3 separate regions of the Mus musculus genome follow, and all the other regions are linked to region 3. A link is a contact called in public promoter capture Hi-C data. All regions are on one chromosome and are shown on one strand. The core of a region is the stretch at or near the end of the contact, and the rest is flanking DNA. Distances in the headings are between cores, read along the strand shown. Region 1 holds the start of Rasgrp3 (RAS, guanyl releasing protein 3). Region 2 holds the start of Tgif1 (TGFB-induced factor homeobox 1). Region 3 holds the start of Lbh (limb-bud and heart).

Region 1 (3,808 bases), core at 1,060-3,559, 2.5 Mb before region 3:
TAATGATTGTAGGAGTTAAACCAGAGACAACAAACCTCTACTTAGTTAACAGAAAAGTGAAAAAAAAATATTGACATTTTTCTAAATTGCCTAACTTAAAAAAGTCTCGAGAGACAGAAAATGCCTCAATTAACCTATGAAGCTATTAAGCAGTTCCCAAGGAATGCGTTTGCAATACCTGGTATCTCATGAATAAATTTATTAAGCTGGCCCTCAAAAACCAATAGCAAGCTGTAAGACTTTGACAAATGAAGAACATATATTCCTAAAATAAACCCTCGAACTCATCATTTTTATCTACTGTTTAAAAAGGATTCGCAGTAAACCATAATGCTTATAAGGTAAATGTCTTCACTGCAAAAATGTCTTTTTCTTTTTCACACATTCATGGTGTGCATGTGTGCATAGGTGTTCACACACAGAGAGATGTGAGATTGTCAAGGGAGTCTTCCTCTAAGATATCCAAGGACTTGCAAACCTGGCTGGCTAGCCCACCAAGCATTCCTGTGAGCGCTGAGGATTGAAGCTTCAATCTTCCTTTGCATAGGAAGGAAGAGCTTTAATCAAAGCGTCTGCTCAGCTGGCAAAGACGTTTAACAATTTTGGGAGGGACAGGTTCAACCGATAGCAGAATCAGGGTTATTGAGAGCGAGGTCGCCATCCCCAGAGCCATGTGTGTGGTAGCTCAATAGAACAACTTGGGTTCAGAACTGACTTTGGAAATACCGTGCTGCCATGGGAAACCAACGTGGAGAGTGATTTGCTTAGCTCTCTCACGGAAATCTCGAGTCACTGTGTTTCCCTTTGTCTCTTCAAAGCGTTTCAAAACAGTACAAACAAAACAGTCATGCTTTTCCTGTGTTTTTAAAAAAATATCTCTGTGAACCTATTTCCATGGAATGACTTACAAATTTCTAGTCAGAAAAACAATATAAAACAGCACAACAACAACAACAACAAAATACCCACTTAAATTCTTTCAGCAGAGAAAAGGGCCAAAGAGAGCCACCATGACTTAGAAGGAAGCCCCGGGCTCCGCACCAGTTCTGGTGGGCTCACAGTTCTGCTTTTTTAACTTTGCTATCTTCTTGCTGCAAACTCTAAACACACAAATCTCATGCAAGGAGAGGCAGAAAGAAAAGCAACCTGTTTCCTTCTCAACAACTGGCAGAGCCTACTTCTTGGTCAGTCACTGTGCTGACATCAATCAAGCGTCATTACCACGCAAAGGTGGAGGTTATCTGCCCTGGAAGCACACAGGCTCATCATTTAAACAAAAGCATTCACGTAATGCCAAGGGATGTCCCTCGGCATGTCCCCAGAAGCCTTCCAAGTTTTTGTGAGCATCATCAACTCTTTTAGGTTTATTTAATTTCCCTCCCACCTTTCCATTTCTAAGCACAAGGATATTTTTTCAAGACCCTCAAAATTTATACAGCAGAAAGGTTTTGGAAAAAAACTCAGATGTAAATAATTGCTATGAATAATTCCTGTCTCTGGAAAAGCTCAGGGCTTGGATGTTGCCTTTATGTTTTAGAAGTTCATCATTGTTTAAGAATGATTGATTAAGAAAGGAAACTTTGTACCAGATGAATTTTCATCTTCACAGCTGTACACAAAACTTAAATTTCAGCAAAATAACTTCAGCAATGGTTTGGTTGTGTTTAAAGACATGGTTATTAAGTATATTCTAAACCAGTATTCCTCAAAGAAGTGACCGACAGATTACTGACCAGCCTGACACAAAGCACAAATAGTGTCAGGCAGATGTTTTCAAAAATGACCGTCAGGGAGATTATAGATGATGCTGAGATTTAAGGAAGTCACCACAAGAAAACAACTTCCGTAAAATACACACTTGCTACCAGAAGCTCAGGATGCCATTGCTGACTCTGACGGCTGGCTACTCTTCAGAGACACAAGCAAAGCTCGTGTTACAGTTATAGTAGGACCTGCCCTCAGATCACAAATATTGCCTGTGCCCAATAAGCAAAGCCAAGGAAACGTGAGAAATAGCAAGACGCAAACTTAAAAGGGACACATACCCGAATCCGCAGTCATGTAGTCAGTGGAAGTTCACAAGAGGTGTGGATCCTCCTTTCACCAGGTTCTTGAAAGTCTCTTCAAGGTGCCTGAACCCCTCAAGATGGCTGGGCTCCCCCTGAAAGAGCTGTTGTCCCCTCCATTGCTCAAGTCCAATTCATAAGTGAAGAGGAAAAGCAAAATAATAAAAAGAAGAAGAAAGAAAGAAAGAGATTTGCAAGCCTATTCGTGCCCAACAAACCACTACCTTGAAGGGGCTAGGCTTTGAGCTCAATGAAGTAAAGGCTGTTTGGCTAAATGGCAGGCCCACTTCCTCCTATTCTTTCCCTACTTAGTTTTCCGGCCTCCAGTGGAGCGCTGTTTTTTTCCCCTTTCCTGTGCTATAAATAAGCTGCTGCTGTGAGTACCGAGGAAAGAGGAGGCAGGAAATGTATTTGATTTCAAAAGGCAGTCAGAGGTGTGTGTGTTAGGTGTGTGTGTGTGTGTGTGTGTACAGTGTGCATGTGTGTGTGCGCACGTGTGCATGTGCACACATATGCATGTATGAGTGTGTGTGTGTGTTCCTTCCAAGTCTGCACTGGTAAACACACTGAAGAAAATTTAACCTAAATAATTCAACTTTAGTGTGAGCCATTGAGTTGTGACTTAACTGGTCCCTCAGTCTCTACTTGACTAGAAGTTGTCACTTCCCACCAGCGAAGCTTGAATTCAGAAATAATAGCATTTTCTGTGTAAACTACCACGAGCAGATTCACACTGCATCCTTCATTTCCTGAAAGACAAATTTGTGGGAGTGGGGGGGGGGTGCCTGAATACCAGGAGGAAGACCTGGTTCTGTTCTGTTCTTTTGCTTTCTGTCTTATTTTTTTCTTTCCTTTCCTTTCCTTTCCTTTCCTTTCCTTTCCTTTCCTTTCCTTTCCTTTCCTTTCCTTTCCTTTCCCTTCCCTTCCCTTCCTTTCCTTTCCTCAGACAGTTTAGACGATGCCTTACTACACAGCCCAAGCTAGGCTCAAACTCGTGATCCTCTTGCCTCACCGCTCAAATACTAGGATTACAAAGTGAGCACCATGTCAGACTCATTCTCTCCTTTCATTTAAAAATATGTTGAGGCTGGAAAGCTGACTCAGCAGGTTACAAGCACTTGCTAGCAACCCTAGGGGCTAGAAAGTGTTTTCCAGTACCCATAGAATAAGCCCAGCATCCCACAAATGCCTGTAACTCCAATTCTGAGAGTGCCAACACCCTCCTCTGGCCTCTACAAAGTGACCCCTCCAGTGTGTGTGTGTGTGTGTGTGTGTGTGTGTGTGTGTGTTCACACACACATGCAGAGGAATTATAAAAGTCTTTAAGAGAAAAAGTAGAGAATTTCTTGAGTCAAAATACCAAAAAAAAGAAAGAAAAAGAAAGAAAGAAAGAAAGAAAAGAAAAAAGGAATATACCTTCTGAATCTAATATGAATGGGAAAAACAGACATAGCTTTTCTGCATTCTTGCAATCCAAATTCCCTCATATTATTGACAATGCAAGCAAACCCCAAAATAATAGCATTTTTTCCCACATAACAGACGAGCAGCTAAAACTTTTGCTAACTTCTGATACTGATATGTAGAGAAACAACCATTTGTGTAATAGTAAGTAGAAGTATAAACTGGTCTGTATTATTTTTTAAAGATTTGTTTTACTTCTAATTACGTGTGTGTGGGGGGCACACCCATGAGTTCTAATGCCACTGGATACTAGAGATGTCAAATCCAATGGAACTAGC
Region 2 (3,309 bases), core at 515-3,014, 2.1 Mb after region 3:
AGAGCGAGGCGGCCCTCAACCGGCGGCTGGGCCCTCCGTGGCCCCCTCCCGCACCACATGAGTCCCGCACCGGGGCGCAGCAGCTGAGTCATCCCCTGCCGGGTCCCGGAAAGCGCTGCGCCAGGGCGGTTTGCAGAGGGGGCTTGCCAGCCGTTGGGTTCTCCCTGGACACTGTCGTGCAACCGCCTCCTGCGCTGATGCCCGCGTGTGCTCACTTAGGGAGCACTCTGCAAACCACAGGATTTAGGGAAGGGGGAGGGTCATTTTAAGGTTCCTGCCTGCTTACTGTGACTCTTCCTCCAGTTGGTTCATTTTGGAAAAACCACCCAAGCTTCTTTTTTGACTCGGGGTTTTAACGCGCTCCTCGGAGGGGGCGCGGCGGAGGCTTGCTTTAATTTCCAACATAATCATAAACAGGTTCCAAAGTCTAGCGGGTCATCCTGTGGCCGCCTTACTGTGGCTCGGCTTTAACCTTGTTTTTACGGGTCTGTCTCCTCCTGCCGGATCTCCACCGAGGTCACAAAACCAGAACAGCCACAAAGCCGAAACTGGAGACAGACACCGGCGGTGACGTCGCTGCTCAGCTTATTTACGTTTGGGGTTTTTCCCCCCCTCTATGGGGAAAGTCTTCTGTGACATGTGACAGTTGCTTTTCTTTGCTTTTTTTTTTTTTTTTTTTTTTTTTTTTTTTAAACAACCGGGCATAGGTGAAAACTAGACCCAGAAGTGCGGGCGTGCGCGTCTCGAAGTCAGCCATAACAGCATCTGGCTTGTATTTGGGGAGGGGACGATTCTCGATTCTTCGTTCAACTCTTTGGAGCTCCCCTCTCAAGCAAAATAAACCAATAGGAATGAGTGTTTATTTAATGGCTAGTTTCTGTTTGAAATACTGAAGGGTGTCCTCTGGTGGGATATTAGCACACAAAGTAGACACTGTTTACTGAAACAGATGAGCAGTCCCGGCGTAGTCCCCCATCTTTTTAAAAAGGCGCGTGGGGGTGGGGGAGTCGCAGTGGGGCACACGCGCGCTCTGGCCGTCCCCCTAGCCCAGACGTTTAAAGAGCATGTGAGCATGACAAGTGTCTATTCGCAACGTGTTAGATTTCGAAACTGCCTTGCAATCCAATCCGGAACTCAGAGCTTTAGCCCGGGGGAATAGACATTTGCCCACGGTGACTATGTCTGCCTCCCCCCACCCCCACTGTCGCTGTTGGCAGAAGAGTCCACGAGGAGGAGGGTGCGCTGTGCCGCGCCCGCGTGTCAATGGCAGCTGCGCCTTCTGGAAGAAGTTGATTCTTGTCTGGAATACTTTTCCTTCGGTGCCCCACCCCTTGAATCAGAAGCTGCTGCCTCCGGCGGCTGGAGCAGAGACAGTGAAGTTTGGGGCAGCTGTCAAAAACAAGGATGGGGGTGTCTTTTCTTCTCTGGGGTGGACAGAGGAGATGTCCTTAAACCTCTCTCCATCCTTTACAAACTAAATGCACTCTTCGCTAGCCCGGGGAGGAAAGGCCCCAAAAGAGAAACCAGTGTGGCCGCTGAGAGCTGAGGGATGGAGATGGTGCTCTCGCCACGGGCAGGCAGGCATGACCCTGCTTCTGGGTTCCGCCAGCGCGTAGAGGGACGGGTGATCTCGGCCCCCAGGCCCAGGGTTGTGGAGCTGGAAGGTGCGGGGGAGGGGCAGAGGAGCGCGGCGGGGCGGGCGGGGGACGGGGCGGGCGGTTGGGGGCGGAGGCAGGACCTCCTGTACCTTCCCTCTGCTCTCTCACTCTGACAGCGCCGAGGTGCGCCGAGTGGAGCGGGAAACAAAGGAGCTGAGTAGGGAGGGAGGGAATTGGGCCAGGGAGAACCCCCGGCTGGCTGCCAGAAGATCCCGACTGGAGGAAGCCCAAGTGTCACTTGAATTCCAACCCAGAAGCCAGCGCCTGAGACCGGAGCACCTTGTTTAGCAATAGTGGTTGGAACACTCTCTTGTAAGTTACCGGAGCACTAGTATAGGAGGAGGATCATCGACTACCCTCCCGCCACTCCACGGCTGCTGGCTCCTAGAAACCCCAGCTTCACCTCTCACTGGGACTCGAGTTCCAGAATGAAAAGCAAGAAGGGTAAGGTGGCGGCGGGCTGTGAGCGCCCGGGGCACCAGTGCGGGACATGTGCGGGCCGCGCCGGATCGGGAGAACACTGACTTGATGGGACTTTTCGGACCAGTGGCTCCCCGGCTGGATTGGTGGCTGTTCTCTTTGTTGAGGCTGTGTCTCTGATGGCAGTTGGTGTTCTTTTCCTTCTAGACACAACCCGAGGGGCTGTTGTGGGGAGGCTGAGCCGCGCCACGCTGTTGGCACGTTGTCAAGAACCACGCTCAGCGCCTTGTTTGTACGCCTCCAAGTTTCATTGTCTTCCTGACACCCCATGCTCGGCCCAGGCGCCGCGTGGTTTCTAGTGCCGTTTCTGGGGCAGGGCTTTGCGGTTGATGTTCTAGGAGACCCTGGCACCTCGCTTTTCCCTGTGGGGGGTCCTTGGCGAATTCCAGTCGCCTTACCTTTTGTCTAAAAGTTTGTAGTTCCGGGTGTTCTCTCACTCCTCGCCGGATCCTGGCAATGTTTTTTTTTTTTTTTTTTTTAAAGAGATGTGTTTTTCACTATCAAAGGAATGTGATCCGGGACCCCCACACATATCGCCCTAGGGCGAGCATAGCTTTGGAAAGATGGACTTTAAAATTTTTACTAGTTTCTGAAAGTTTTCCCACGATGAATTTAGGACCGCGTGTGCTGTTAGAACACAAGTACCATGCAGTCGAAAACTGTCCAAGTGTGACAAGCAGGCTTGGTTGTAAGTGCAAAAAGCGAGGCTGTCATTGTTTCCACCAAAGCTTTACAACTAAAACTTGCCGTCAGTCTGGTTTAAAAACAAAACACACTGGGGAGGAAGGGGGGAAAAAAAAAACCCAAAAGGTCAAAGACTGTGAAGTCCCTTTTGAAGCTAACTTTGGAGTCCCTGACTGGGAGGTCCCTCGAGTGTTCCAGTCGTGGACTGGAGTTGGCTTTTTTTGTTGTGATTTATGTGGAGTGGTTCAAAACAGAAGTTAATCGCTTGGAGAAGCGGGCGGGGGGAAGGGGGCGCTGGTGCGCATGCCCGGGAGCTTCCTCGAGTTTGTTACTCCACATTCTTTCAGACCTAGACCGCGACTGCAGTTCCAACGGAACACGGTTATAGCAGCTGCCGCCAAACACGCTTCCTCACGGGGTTTCTCCGCGCTTCCTACCTTAGAGAGTTGGGTGGATGTTATTCTGTGAGAGACCCCGAAACATACGG
Region 3 (3,657 bases), core at 369-2,868:
TTGAGCGGGGTGGGGGGTTGGGGGTGGAGCACAAGGCCTCCACCACTCTTCAAAGCCTCACCCATATGGCAACTGACTTGTCTGCACATGAGGGGGTACACAAGCTTCAGGTGTAGGGGATTTTTACTTTGTTTTGAAAGTCATTGGCCCCTCTAATCACAGTTAAACTGGGAGGGGGAGGAGAGACTAAGAAAGGGTGACTGTCATGGGGGCAAGTTTAGGGTTAGAAGCTAGACTTTAACAATTTCCTCCCTAGTCTGGAAAAGCTGCCTCCAATCCCTGAAAGAAGAGAGTCAATAGCATTACAGGGTTAAGACCAGGGTCGTCGTCTCCTGTAGCGGCGTCTGTTCCTTTTTGGAACTGTGGCGCGGGCCCAAAAAGTTAAACTGAGAAACACGAACTTTCAGAGTTCCTGGGCTAAGCAGAATAGCGCCGCTCTCCCCGGGTTCAGACCTTGCATTGGACCCGGGTCTGGCTCTCCAAGGCTGGCACCTGCGAGCGCGCTCCAGGACCACGGGTGCTCGCCTCCCTGTAGCGCCCCTCCTCTACACCACAGCAGGAAGGAAGAAGCAGCTGGCGCGCACGTCCCAGCAGCTAGGGGCCTGTCCCCCATCCTTCTCGGCTCTGATCCTCCACACCCGATCTTCCCCGGCTGCAGGCAAATCTCTGCAGCCCCCGACTCAGCAGTGGCCGGCTTCTTCCAATCTGGCACTGGGAGAGCTTGCTCCTTCCTAGCCCCGGCCCTCCACAAAGGCGCGTTGGATTTAAGGGACAACGGAGAGGGCAGGGGTTGTGAGGGTGTAGTTTGCACCCTGATGCTTGTGGCTTGTTTGTGCGGAGAGCGTCTCCCCAGCATCCTCCCTCCCCCAGAAGCTCTGCAAACCCAGCGGCTGCACCAGCTCGGCCCCTCTGCAGCCATCCTCGACGCCGAGACTTGCGTGCAAACAAAAAGGAGAAGGGGAGGGGCCCGGGAAACCGGAGCCCCCTGCACCAAGCAGGACTCATCTCCTGTGGCCCTCAGCGGACAGGGTTTCCTTAGGGGGCTTCAGGTGGGACCCCAGGTTCTCCCCACCCAACGCCACCATATCCACGCCCTCTGGCCGCCACTTAAGTGAAGGTTCCGAGTTCACTTCCTTTGTCTGGATGCTCTCAGCACCGCCTCCCCCAACCTCCAGCTTTGCAACCTTGACGTCGACTCCTGCAGGGGCTGAGGCTGGCGGGTTAACCCGCACTGGGTGTCCGTGCCACTCTCCGGCCTCGTACCCGGAGCCGGCACTAGGAGGCTGCCGGGCTGCGCAGCCACCCGGGTTAAACTGGCGGCCGCCAAAGGCGCAGGATACTCACCAGTGAATGGGGAAATATACAGACATGAAGTCCTAGGGGAGGCTGACCCACGCCCTTGTGATTAAGAAAAACAAAACAAAACAAAACAAACAAACAAACAAAAAAAAACCAGTCACTGAGTCCTGAATGAGATTGGCAGGGGCGCAGAGGAGAGCAGCGGGCAGCCGAGAGCGGGTACTGGGCTAGCGCCGGTCCGCCTTCCGGAGACAGCCTCGCTGCCAACGGCGTAGGCAGTGCAGACCAAGCTCTCCGCTCTCCACCGATCTCCGGGTCCCACAAAGAGCCCGGGAAGCAGCATTTATAAGGGAGGGGCGGGGCTTGTCGGCGAGCGGCCCCGCCTCTCCTCGCCCACTCTTAGAATAACGTCACCAAAATCATGAATGGCTTCAGCGCTCATAGCTCCCGCGGGCGGCGGCGGGGACCAGCCGGGCTCTGCACCCTGCCTGAGCTGGCTCCCAGCAGCTACGAGCCCGCCCCCCTCCCCACCGTTGACACACACGCGTGTTCCCGAGCTGGAGTTCAATGTCAACGCAGCTTCCTGACCATAAATCCGCAGCGTCCGCAGCCCCCTCTCTGAACACAGGGACTCTAAGGGCTACGGGGATGGGTGGGCGTGAGGAAGGAATGGGGGCCCACGCGGGAAGAGACAGATCGCCGGGGGAGGGCGCCATTCTTCCATCCGAGCGCCCGCTGTCGGGTTCTCTGTGACTTCCACATCTCAGGACCCTTCACTGGTCATCCATGCAAAGTAGGCCTCTCTTGGACATTATCGCCTGTGGCATCCCGATCGTGGCGGGGCCGGGGGAAAAAGGAAAAGATGGGAAAGAAGGCTGCACAGCTGCGGGGCTGGAGGCACCCATGCCGGAGGGGGCATTGTTGGCTTTCTAAAAGTCTGCGGTCCTGGAGTCCATGGAGGGTTCTGTTTGTGGGAGAAAGGATGTGGTGTCTTACTAGGGTTTTTCCGTTGCGCGAGCGCGCTTGCGTGTGCACACACACACACACACACACACACACAGAGTAGCATATACGGTTTGCATTGGGAGTAGAGGGTGAGGAGAACGAGCGGAATACAAGTACACCCGGCTAGCCTTAGCTCCCAGAGCCCATCTGATAGAAAACACAGAGTTGAGAGACTGACTCCTTCATAGCCCAGGAATTGCAGTTCCGGTGTCTATCTTGGAGACTAAACTGCTGTGCAGCCCCTACAGCCAGGAAGAACGGAGTCTGACTCAGTACCCAGCGCTGCCCCGCTGTGGCCTCTGTTTCAATTACTCTTGTAAAACAGCTTCCTAACCTTGACCTATGTGCATAAAGGGACTGGGGAAAGGGAGAGCCGTGGTCGAAAACTAAACACAATTAAATGTGATTTAAAATAAGTCTGCACCCTGAAAGAAAAGCGTACTGGTTATATCCAGCAAAAAGCTGCTGGCATCAAGAGACGAGTTTTCAGTAGCAGGGGCCACGCGGATGTTGAGAAAGAGGACCTCATAATTTTCAGCATCTACTCTTTCTAAGAGCAACTTTGCAATAACTGCTTTCCCAACTATGCGTACCTATATACATCCTGAGTAAAAACTGGAGCGTCCTAAAAGAGCCGTATTTCATAAGCCCTGTAATCAGAAAAACGCAGGAGGCTGTCCTTACCCCCTTGAGACAAATGAAGCGCTGTTTGTGCTCTTCAGGACTATTCGCTTCTGCTTCTGACCAGGTGACAGGGGTCTGGCGGAGGGTGGGGCTTTATGAACAGGGGCCAAGGGAAGATGGTCCGTGGTGTGTTATTAATGGAGGGGCAGCCTGAGCCTTTTAATAGAATGGGAAAGTATCTCAGTGCCATTGGCTGACATGTGGCATATTGTCACCTGGGGAGCCAAAGAGAAGCCAAAGTCTAGAGATCTAGATTCTAGACCGAGCTTTCCTGGAAACCCTCTGAGGGTGGGCCCTGAGGCAGACCCTTGGGTTAGCAGAAGAAAACCTTCTCCCATGTTTGCCCATACAATCCCTCACAAGACCTGAGATGAAAGGCAATGGATGGTACCATCGTGACCTGTCACAGACACATGCATGTTACATATTTGTGATTATTACCTATCAAACCCTCTCACCACCTCCTCACACCACGGAAATCAATCAGCCCTTTTGGGGAAGAGGATGTGAAGAAAAGTCTCCCTCTAGAATAACAACCTGGCCTCGTGGAAAATGGCCTACATTGGAGGACACCGAGTTAGTGTCGGGTGAGTACTTTTTGGGAGAGTGTATGAATGAATACTTCAGCTCAATTTCAGCTGTCAGAAAATTAGAGCAGAAAGTCAGCCT

What was found. Promoter capture Hi-C pulls out the DNA fragments that hold promoters and counts their contacts.
Region 1: a promoter capture Hi-C map of liver shows a contact between it and region 3, with 4 times the contacts expected there. The contact joins the promoter of Rasgrp3 here to the promoter of Lbh in region 3. A contact is called at or near these places in 2 of 39 promoter capture datasets (both in liver).
Region 2: a contact with region 3 is called in a promoter capture Hi-C map of pre-B cells, with 5 times the contacts expected there. The contact joins the promoter of Tgif1 here to the promoter of Lbh in region 3. A contact is called at or near these places in 1 of 39 promoter capture datasets (pre-B cells), 2 of 484 Hi-C or Micro-C datasets (B cells and regulatory T cells) and 2 of 115 datasets of contacts at active chromatin or transcription factors (regulatory T cell precursor and thymic regulatory T cells).

The regions. Positions count from the first base shown.
Region 1 is chr17:75,434,406-75,438,213 of GRCm38.p6, reverse strand. Rasgrp3 (RAS, guanyl releasing protein 3) reads right to left here and starts at 2,309. Exons shown (of 17, transcript NM_001166493.1): 1 at 2,046-2,309.
Region 2 is chr17:70,849,665-70,852,973 of GRCm38.p6, reverse strand. Tgif1 (TGFB-induced factor homeobox 1) reads left to right here and starts at 1,764. Exons shown (of 3, transcript NM_009372.3): 1 at 1,764-2,102. The coding sequence starts at 2,087.
Region 3 is chr17:72,916,266-72,919,922 of GRCm38.p6, reverse strand. Lbh (limb-bud and heart) reads right to left here and starts at 1,618. Exons shown (of 3, transcript NM_029999.4): 1 at 1,345-1,618. The coding sequence starts at 1,370. Gm30375 (predicted gene, 30375) reads left to right here and starts at 1,768. Exons shown (of 2, transcript NR_168598.1): 1 at 1,768-3,575.